3 separate regions of the Zea mays genome follow, and all the other regions are linked to region 1. Evidence: chromatin contacts called from public Hi-C data. All regions are on one chromosome and are shown on one strand. The core of a region is the stretch at or near the end of the contact, and the rest is flanking DNA. Distances in the headings are between cores, read along the strand shown.

Evidence for each region. Hi-C and Micro-C count contacts between places; a contact is called where the count stands out from the background.
Region 2: a Hi-C map of ear shows a contact between it and region 1, with 2.0 times the contacts expected there. The contact joins the promoter of LOC103652911 here to the promoter of LOC100277266 in region 1. A contact is called at or near these places in 1 of 25 Hi-C or Micro-C datasets (ear) and 1 of 3 datasets of contacts at active chromatin or transcription factors (leaf).
Region 3: a Hi-C map of endosperm shows a contact between it and region 1, with 1.8 times the contacts expected there. The contact joins the promoter of LOC103652908 here to the promoter of LOC100277266 in region 1. A contact is called at or near these places in 3 of 25 Hi-C or Micro-C datasets (endosperm, leaf and tassel).

The regions. Positions count from the first base shown.
Region 1 is chr4:19,204,260-19,207,857 of Zm-B73-REFERENCE-NAM-5.0, reverse strand. LOC100277266 reads left to right here and starts at 1,592. Exons shown (of 1, transcript NM_001320299.1): 1 at 1,592-2,252. The coding sequence starts at 1,739. The coding sequence ends at 1,948.
Region 2 is chr4:19,444,322-19,447,919 of Zm-B73-REFERENCE-NAM-5.0, reverse strand. LOC103652911 (berberine bridge enzyme-like 8) reads left to right here and starts at 1,889. Exons shown (of 1, transcript XM_008679903.2): 1 at 1,889-3,598. The coding sequence starts at 1,894. The coding sequence ends at 3,525.
Region 3 is chr4:19,073,167-19,076,764 of Zm-B73-REFERENCE-NAM-5.0, reverse strand. It overlaps LOC103652908 (translation initiation factor IF-2), which reads left to right and starts at 1,621. Exons shown (of 1, transcript XM_008679901.3): 1 at 1,621-2,988. The coding sequence starts at 1,750. The coding sequence ends at 2,733.

The DNA.
Region 1 (3,598 bases), core at 343-2,842:
GCGCCGCCATCTTCCAGATCAGGTTACGCCCTTCAGCCAGCCACGCCCTAACCAATGATTCGTACTGTCTACCTTTTTTGGAAGCCTATGAATATTTCCTCTTGATCATGCGCATATCCATTATCGTGGACGCGATATTCATGGCGCATATCCTTTATCCGCTGAATTCTAGGATCGTGGGCGCGCTGATGGTGGGCGTAACAGCCAGTTATGCAATTTATACATAGATTTATGATATCGTAATTGTCTGTTTAAATGTGCTTCCCCAATTTTCGGGTTACACGTCACCGGCCCACGTTCGGACAAATGGCCCACGTTTGGTTACGCATTTCTGTACTAACTATTACACTTGCGTAAATGCAGTGCATAAATACGGGCCGCCTGGATCGGCCCATTCGATGCGACCAGGCTTGGCTCGTGTGTGTGTGTATATATATATATATATATATATATATATATATATATATATATATATATATATATATATATATATATATATATATATATATATATATATATAAAGAGAGAGAGAGAGAGAGAGATTTGGAGGTTAAAACTTAAGAGAACTTAGGAGTCTTAGATTAATAAAAAGTAAAACAGCGAGAATTCAATAGTAAATAGTGGTTGTGCTGTACAGGTTAGGTGAATGGAATCAAAATGAAAAGAAGCGCCTTTCGTTGGTTGCTAGATTGAAAGGGACTATAATGCACCTGAAAGCCGATTCCATGGGAAAAAGACGAACTAGGATGACTGATGTGACACCTCTCTTTCGACCCACGTAAAACCACCATGCAATTGACAAGGTCACACTTGGTAGAAGATAACGATGTATTACTTGGAAAACTTAGGTTGTTGGATTCGTATTCAAATCCGTTGTTCGGACTGATACAGCTGTAATTTATAAAGACAAAGACATTATATAATAAGTAAAAGTTGGTACTGATTAAAGACAAGAGAACAGGCTCACTCAACATTGAGAAGGATATACAGTCACACGTATCACCAAAAGGTAGCACCTAAAAAGGGGAGAAAAGTGACCCTATTTATGAAAGTTCATAGTTTCTCCTTTGTGTCACAATTTATGAAAGTTAGACGTTATTTTGCTGGACAGTGTTTAGGAGTTGTGCGCGTGAGTGTGTGGTAGCGCTATTTATCACTACCGTGATAAACCAAAAATCCATCATCTCGACCCTACTGAACACATTCGATTTAGTTAGTCACTATGTCTGCGTCAGAGAGAGACGTGACAAGTGTCACATACATCTATCTTGCTTCCCTGATGATGGAATTTTAACGGTGAACGAAAGGTCCAAGTAAGCTAGTAACGGTTAGGAATTGTTTCGACCCATTAATTCGGCACCAACGAACAAGACCTTAATTCTCTTGTCATCAAATTAGTCCTAAAGAAAATAAACCACGCGGCTTTAATCGACAGGGGCAAGCGAGAAGCCACCCACACCAGCATTACCCACGCAGCATGGACAGACAACATGAGTCAGATGAACCCAACCTTCCATCCGTTCGGCCCTCAGCAAAATGCCACTACGCTATATATCGCGTCACGCAACGCACGTTCTCTCCACTGGTCCTACAACACTCTCCCTACCACACCGAACCAACAAGAGGAGCAAGAGGTAGCTATAGCAGCCTAGCACACACCACCACCCACCACCACCGCGCCACAGAGCTGCCGAGAGTGTGCTGTGCTTCGCTCATCGACCGACCGATCGATCTCGGCATGGCGGACTGGGGGCCGGTGCTGATCGGGCTGGTGCTCTTCATCCTGCTCTCCCCGGGCCTGCTCTTCCAGATCCCCGGCAAGGGCCGGATCATCGAGTTCGGCAACTTCCAGACCAGCGGCCTCTCCATCCTCATCCACGCCGTCATCTACTTCGCCCTCCTCGCCATCTTCCTCCTCGCCGTCGGCGTCCACATTTACCTCGGCTAGCTAGTCGCCCGTCGTCGCCGCCGGGCTGAGCGAGGCTAGCTGCTGGCGCGCGGCGGCCCGGCCCGGCCTGGCTTTATTTGACATCAATCTGGGTGGCTGGATTAGGTACTGCGTGGTGCGGAGGCATATACTACTATATACATTTACATGTTCATCTCCATCTGCTTGCTAGCTGTATGTTGATTTATTTAGCTACTACTTTATCAACGACATCCTCGAGTCCAGATACAGTATATCCAATTAATCCCTTATGAGCATGCTTCTGATAGATGGCCATTAATAATACATATGTCATGTTTTTTTATTATCATGGTCTCAAGTTCTGGAATTCTTTTTTGCCAGATCCGCTAATAATCGTATTCAATTAATTTGGTCAGCTTTTCAAAGGTTGGTTCAATTTGTTGTTGTTTTTTCCTTTCTTTTTCCAAAGGCCGCTTCTATTTTCAAAGTCGCATCACCCTCAGCAACTATTCCCTCGGTTTTAAATTACAAGGCATTCTAATTTTCTTAAAGAGCCAAAGCATATCTTAGGTTTGATCGAAGTTGCTGAGAGATCGAATTGCAGGGATTTACAACATCAAATAGGCGGTGAACGTAGGATGAAAATATAATTGGTAAAGGACCTAATGATACTTAATTGGTACTATAAATGTTACACTTTTATTATATAAATTTAATCTAATTTGAGATGTTTTCATTCTCTGACTAAATCGGAATGACTTGCAATTTAAAAGTGAGGGAGTACCTCGCTTCATCGTCGTCTTTTGCACTGTGTATGGTATTCTACAGAAGTTGACGTTTCACCGAAACTTTGCTGGAGAGTCAACTAAAATGGAACGGCTCCATTCTAGTTTTTTTATAATAGAGTTGTTCTATTCCGTGTTTAGCAAACAGAATAGAGCCTCTCCATTTTTTATTTAGTTGCCACTTCGTTATCTATTTGGTTGAATAGCTATATGAATGTGTAGAAGATAGGAGAGGGAGGAGAGCTCTCGCATCCGAGAGAGCGCTTGTATCCATTCGTTTTTTAGAGTTGGAGCATTCTAATTATTTATGGTAAATTATTATATAAAGATTTTAGGAGCTGTTCCGCTCCTCTTTTATTTTAAATTAAATATCTAAAAAATAGAAATGGAGTCACTCCCCAACCAAACACACTTATTCGATTTGCATTTGCATTGACGCCCCTACCAGCCATAAATGACGACTCAATCGCTATGTTTCTACTGCAAACCGTCCTGAAAGGCTGAAACGCAATTCCGTCTATTTGGAACTCGTAACAAGCATATCCATGGGTCAAATCATCCTGAAAGGTGAAACTTTTTTTTTTTGCTAGCTTCTGTACTAAGAAAGCTGAAATAAACAGCTCGCTGTTGAGCAGTGTAGGCATTTGAAAAGTTCGAAAAGCTGCTTTCTGAGAAAAATGAACTGAGAGCTAAGAAAGCAGGTCCAAGTGACTCCAAGACCAAGTATATGCTTAGGCATTTGAAAAGTTCGAAAAGCTGCTTTTTGAGAAAATGAACTAAGAGCTAAGAAAGCAGGTGGAAGTGACTCCAAGTATGCTAAGAAGGTAGGGAATATTACAAAAGACAACAGCAAAGAGTTAACAGCCGCAAGCTAGAACTAGAAATAGCCACAACTTAAGCAGAC
Region 2 (3,598 bases), core at 640-3,139, 240 kb before region 1:
CGCTCGACGGATTGAGGCTGACAGCAGCCAAGTCCGGCCTCAGGCGTCATAGGAAACTCCGCCTCGCCCGACCCCAGGGCTCGGACTCGGGCTCAGCCCCGGAAGACGACGAACTCCGCTTCGCCCGACCCCAGGGCTCAGACTCGGGCCTGGCCTCAGCCGATGGTCTCCGCCTTGTCCGACCCGGGGGCTCGGACTCGACCTCGACCTTGGAATACAGACTCGACCTCGACCTCGAAGGAGCCTCCACCTCGCCCAACCTAGGGCACGGACCGACCACGTCGACAGGAGGCGCCATCATTACCCTACCCCGAGCTGACTCAGGCTACGGGGAACAAGACCAGCGTCCCATCTGGCTCGCTCCACTATGCGAGTAATGATGGCGCCCCGCACGCTTTATAACGACGGCGGCTCTCAGCCCCCTTACGGAAGCAAGAGGACGTCAGCAAGGACTCGACAGCCCCGGCAGCTGTCCCTCCGCCAGGCTCCAGCGCTCCTCCGACGGCCACGACACCACACGAACTGGGTGCCAAAACCTCTCCGGCTGCCACGATGGCATGTACTTAGGGCGCTAGCTCTCCTCCGCTAGACACGTTAGCACACTGCTACACCCCCCATTGTACACCTGGATCCTCTCCTTACGCCTATAAAAGGGAGGTCCAGGGCCCTCTTACAGAGGGTTGGCCGCGCGGGGAAGGACGGGACGGCGCTCGCGCAAGGCCGCTCGCTCCCTCCCGCGTGTACGCTTGTAACCCCCTACTGCAAGCGCACCCGACCTGGGCACGGGGCTAACACGAAGGCCGCGGGTTCCACCTCCCACGCCTGTCTCCCTCCGGCTGCTTCTCCCCCCTTCGCGTTCCGCCTCGCGCCGACCCATCTGGGCTGGGGCACGCGGCGACAATTCACTTGTCGGTCCAGGGACCCTCCGGGTTTCGAAACACCGACAATGATCTACTCACTCTATCTTGTAGTACACTAGTATCTAGGGATGATAATATGGTGGATATATAGTTCGCGAATCCATACCCGCGAGACAAAACTTAATACATATCTGTATCCATAAACGTTCGTGGTCCATACCGTATCCATCGGGTATCCGCTATCCGATGGATGTTACCCGTCCGTCCACTACAATTTTAGCATTCAATATCAAACAACAATTTTATCACATTTCAAAAACAATTATCATTCCAACAACATTAAATGATAATTTCAGCACCAAACAACATGTCATGGATAAAAATTTAAAAAAATAAGAATTTAAGATAATATATTAAATCCAGATGGCTCACATGTCAGATATACATTGGGTAACAGGTATGAATACTGGATATCCATACCCGCGAAAAAATTATCCGCGGATACCTTATTATATCTATAACCGTACCTGTGGATACCAAATTTCATCATACTCATATATCCAATGAATAATTATCTGTGGTTATTTATCTATACCCGTACCCATTACCATCCCTAGTAGTATCCTAGAGATTGTAGAACACTTTATTTTCTGTCGTACGCTATCGTCCATACGATTAATATATAGTGATTCGTTGACAATAACAAGTAACAATATAATGTTTACTAAATTTATGTAAGTATATTTAATGAAAAACTGTTTTATTACGTTCTCTACAGTTCTTATATTTAAATATCGTTTTTGAATACTCAAGTAGAGCTCAAGCAATTTGCCCGGCCAGCTCGTATTCTACCATGCACTGCTATGGTAGAAATTAAAGACAGCAATTTGCACGCTCTGGATTCATAATGTAAGATAGAAAGACAGGCTGGATCCATCAGAACGAATGCGACCAATTTTATATAGATGAACTTCATGTGTGAAAGGCTCTAGACCTATATAGTACACTTGGCACACTGCTATATATAGAACCAATGCAACCAATAGAACGAAGCATGCAGCAATACCATCGGTCAACAATGGCTGCATCCGGAAGGAAAGCTGTAGTAGTTCTCATCCTGTGCATGTTGTGTTGCAATACCTCGCTGCTACCTTGCTCAGCTTCCTCCGATTCCTTCCTGCAATGCCTGTCGGCGATGATGCCGAGCGAGCTGGTGTACCAGCAGAGCTCGAGCAGCTTCACTTCCGTGCTGCAGTCCTCCGTGCAGAACCCCAAGTTCGTGACCAACACCACGGTGAGGCCGTTGTGCATCATCACGGCGTCCGACGTCTCCCACGTCCAGACCGCCGTGCGCTGCGGCCGCTGGAACGGTGTGCGCCTCCGCGTGCGCAGCGGTGGGCACGACTACGAGGGCCTCTCCTACCGCTCCGTCCAGCCCGAGGTGTTCGCGGTGCTGGACCTAGCCAGGCTCCGCGGCGTGCAGGTGCGCCCCGGGGACGACAGCGCGTGGGTGGACGCCGGCACAACGCTGGGCGAGCTGTACTACGCCGTGGGCACGACCAACCCGGGGTTCCTGTTCCCGGGCGGCGCGTGCGCGACGGTCGGCGTCAGCGGCTTCATCAGCGGCGGCGGCATCGGTCTCATGATGCGCAAGTACGGCGTCGGGGGCGACAACGTCGTCGACGCCAGGATCGTCAACGCCAACGGCGACGTCCTCGACAGGTTCGCCATGGGGGATGACCTCTTCTGGGCCATCCGGGGCGGCGGCGGCGAGACCTTCGGCGTCGTGGTGGCGTGGCGGCTGAAGCTGTCTAAGGTCCCGCCGACGGTGACGGTGGTCAACGTCCTCAGGACCATGGAGCAGGGCGCCGCCGACCTCGTCGCCAAGTGGGAGACGACCATCCTCCAGCCGCCAGTCCTCCCGGACCTCACCATCCGGGTCGTCCTGCAGTACAGGCAGGCCTTCTTCCAGACGCTCTTCCTCGGCGGGTGCTCGGACCTCCTCAACACGATGCGCGGCCTCTTCCCGGAGCTCGGCACCACGGCGGCCGACTGCCACGAGATGAGCTGGCTGCGCGCGATGGCGTTCATCTACTTCGGCAACACCGACACGCCGGTGGAGGCGCTCCTGAACCGAACCAACAACGTGGGCAACTACTACTTCAAGAGCAAGTCGGATTACGTGCGCCGCGCCGTCGGCAAGGCCGGGTGGGACAGCCTGTACCAGCAGTGGCTCTCCCAGAACGGCAACGGGCAGATCATCCTGGAGCCGCACGGCGCGGCGGTCGGCGGCGCCAACACGATGACCACCTCGCCGTACCCGCACCGCAGGGGCGTGCTGTTCAACATCCAGTACGGCTCCAACTGGTGCTGCGGTGCCAACGGCACGGAGGCGGCGGCGGCGCTTGGGTGGCTCAACGGCCTCTACGGCTTCATGGCGCAGTTCGTCACCAGCAATCCCAGGGAGGCGTTCGCCAACTACCGCGACCTGGATATGGGCCAGAACGTCATCGGCAGCGACGGCTTGTCATCGTACTGGAGCGCCAGGGCGTGGGCGGAGAGATACTTCATGGGGAACTACCGGCGGCTGGCGGCAGTGAAGGCGGCAGTGGATCCCACTGACTACTTCAGGAACGAGCAGAGCATACCGCCACTTCCCAAGTAGACATTTTTTAGGCCATAGCGCGTTGACATTTGCATCTTGATATGCATTGTTTTGGGAGGATTCCCAGTGGCGT
Region 3 (3,598 bases), core at 372-2,871, 130 kb after region 1:
ATCGACCCTAGGTTCTCCACTTTGAGAAAAATGGTCGAAGTCAGGCACAACACGGCTAAGCTGGCTTAGTGCCGTGCTTGGGCCTGGTCTTAGGCACTAGTGCCGTGCCGGCACGACACGGCTATTAAACGGACCAAATGGGTCGTGCCCTAACCGTGTCGTGCCTGGTCGTGCCCGGGCCGTGCCAGGTCGTGCCCGGGCCGTGCCAGGCCGGGCCGCCCATTTGGCCATGTCTACTTGTCGGACAGTTCGCCCGGGTTGTTTAAATTGGTAAGTGGTCTGGTAGTTCATATTTACAGGTCCCAGACCATCCAGCCTAGGCGGGCGGACCGTCCGGGCTTGACTTTTTCTGACAGCACTGACATGTTTCAAACGGTCTTTATAGTCGTTACTGGTACGGGGGAACGTCCGACCATAGGGTGCGGACCGTCCGCGCGTGCGCAGAACATGTGCTAGTTGCACATAACGACTAGGTTTGAGTTGAGGGCTATAAATAAAAGTGGAGCTCGTGTGTGAGGGCTCACTTGGCCACTCTTAGCACACATTGAGCTCATTTGTGATCCTCTAATTCAAACTCTCACACTCGTTGCTTGAGATTGTATTCTTGTGAGTGATTGGGAGGTTTTAGTGCATTTGCATCCTTTGTGATCTTTTGAGGCACTAGGTGGTACACCGGGCAAGCGTCATTGACTTGTTACTCTTGGAGGTTGCCATCTCCTAGATGACTCGGGTGTTGTCTCTATCGAGCTCTACGTGAAAATTATGGAGGAACCGTGGTGTTGATTATGAGGGGTTCGCGCTCACCTCGCCGGAGTGACAAAGGCGACGCTAGATCCTACACCTATGCAATATGTCTAAGGGTGCAAATAGAGATGTCCAAATGGGCCGCCCGGCCCGGCCCGGGCCCGGTGAAGCCCGACCCGTTTTGGGCCCGGCCCGCCAGGCACGGTTAGAAAACCGGGCCGGCCCGACCCGTTTAGCACGAAAAAACGGGCCGAAAAACGGGCTATACGGGCCGGTAAGTACGTTTTAGTGTAAAATCGGGCTTAACGAGCTTAGAGGTAAACGGCCCGTGCCGGGCTAGCCCACCGTGCCTAGTTTCTTGTCCGAGCCCGGCCCGCTTATTCGTGCCAGGCCGGCCCGGGCCCGCATAGAACCGGACCGTGCCGGCTCGGACCGGGCCCAAACAACGGGCTTCGTGCCGGGCTCACGGGCCTCGTGCTTATTGGACATATATATAGGTGCAAACCTTACAGATTTACCATTTTACTTCAAGTTATATTTTTAACCTCCTGTTTAGCTCAATGTTAAAAATATTTAATTATAGAATGTTGTTAATCTGCCCTAGAAAGTCTGGTTGAAGTCGATCGACCCTAGGTTCTCCACTTTGAGAAAAAAGTTAGAAATAATAAAATTCTGATTCTAAATGAGCAAAAAGAATGCAGATTAAAAAAACTAGTTACTTCCCTGCCACCGGCGAGTGGCCCCACCACCCTCCGCGGGTCCCACCAAATTAATATATCTTGGCAGCATTGGGATGGTGTTCGTGGGGCCTACCTACCCATGTGCTCTCCTCTTTTAATGGCCCTCGTCAGTTCATCTGGCTCGCGTATCCACCCATACAAAAGCCGCGCGCTGCCACCTCCACACATTCCTCTCCGCCCCCCTCCTCCCTTTTCCACCACCTCGCAGGGAGCCGAAGCAATCCAATCGGAGCAAGCAGGCAGCTCATCCAACTCTCAGGCAGCCATGGACGCCGCCGAGGCGAGGAGGAGCAGCAGCGCGTCCTCCTCCCCGGAGTTCGAGTTCTGGCCGCTCCACCCCAACCCCGCCGCCTCGCCCTCCTGCGCCGACGAGCTCTTTGCCGGCGGGGTACTCCTCCCGCTCCCCGTCCTCACACCGAAACCCGCATCAAGTAACATTGGCAGCGGCATCAGCCAATGCGTGCCCGTCGCGGAGCCGGAGCCGGAGCCAGGAGAGGCGTTCCTTCTCGCGACCGTCTCGCCGCCTCCGGCCTCGATCACTTCCACAGCTCTGCCCACCGCCACCGGAGGAGGAGGAGGAGGGTCCAAGCGCTGGACCGACATCTTTTCCAAGAAGCCGGCGCCGGGAGCCGAGGAGAAGGACCGGGACAAGGAGAGGGAGAAGCGCAAGGACGGCGCCGGGAACCGGAAACAGGGCGGGCACTCCCACTCCAACGGCGCGGGCTCCGAGCTGAACATCAACATCTGGCCCTTCTCGCGGAGCCGCTCGGCCGGCGGCGGGTCCGGGTCCGGGTCCGGCACGTCCAAGCCGCGGCCGCCCGCTCGGAAGGTCAGCAGCGCGCCGTGCTCGCGCAGCAACTCCCGCGGCGAGGCCGGCGCGCCCCCGCTCCGGCGGTGGGTGGCGAGCCCGGGCCGCTCCGGCGGCGGTGGCGTGGCGGTGGGCCGATCCAGCCCGGTCTGGCAGATCCGGCGACCGGCTGCCAAGCCTGCACCCGTCCCCACCTCCGCCCCTTCAGCCTCAGAGCCGTTCACCGACAGGCGGGCGCCGCCGCCGCGGCACAAGGAGAAACCGGCCAGCGCTGCTCGGAAGCCTGGCCTTGGCAGCGGCGTCCGCGGCTTGAACTTGAGCGTGAACTCCTGCATCGGATACCGGCACCAGGTCAGCTGCCGGCGCGCGGACGTCGGCGCCGCCCGCGGCGGCGGCGGGCTGTTCGGCATCAAGGGGCTCTTCTCCAAGAAGGTGCATTGATGATCAGCCAGTTCTGTGTTTTACTAGTACTTTTTGTAGACTTTCTGAGTTATATAAATTGTATGAGATGTGTGTTAATTACATGTAAAAAAATGCATGGTTAGCCAGTAACCGGTTTTTGTAAAAAAGTTTAGCAACGCTAACCAGCACTGCTTATGCTCGTGAGCAATGGCCATTGTGCAAACTGCCTTCAAAAGATGAGATGGATGGAGATCAGATCATTGGTGCAGATTCTACCTGAACAAATATTTCTCAGACATGGATATGGTGATTGTGCCTCACTACCGGAATCCGGCTCTTTGCCGGTTGTTTTTTTGTCGGACACTCGGCAAAGTTCTGCTCTCGGTATCTAACGACCGCGTTTACCGAGAGCAGGGCTCTCGGCACAGAAATACACTCGGCAAATAAAACATGTGCCGAGTGCCAAACACTCGGCAAAAGCGTCGTCTCTGATACTGGTCGCCGTGACGACGGCTTTTCTTTGTGGAGTATCGAGGGACACTCGGCAAAGCCTTTGCCAAGTGTCGGATAAAAAGTACTCGGCAAAGGAACCGTTGCTGATGTACTGTTCGCTAAACTCTCTTTACTGAGTTGTCGATGTACTGTTCGCTAAACTCTCTTTACTGAGTGTTTTTCAGCCGCGCCGGGAGTGTTTTTCAGCCGCGCCGGATTCCGGTAGTGAGTTTGCATTTTTTTTTTGACGGAACGAACAGAAATATTTTATAGAAGATTGTTGAAACAACTATTTTTTAAACTGTAAGTGATCAAACTGGGCTTTAGGGCGACGGTTGGTAGACGTACCAAAACAACTGTTGCACTGCTTTGCGATGTTTGACGCATAGCTTTTCATAGTCTGAACTGAAAA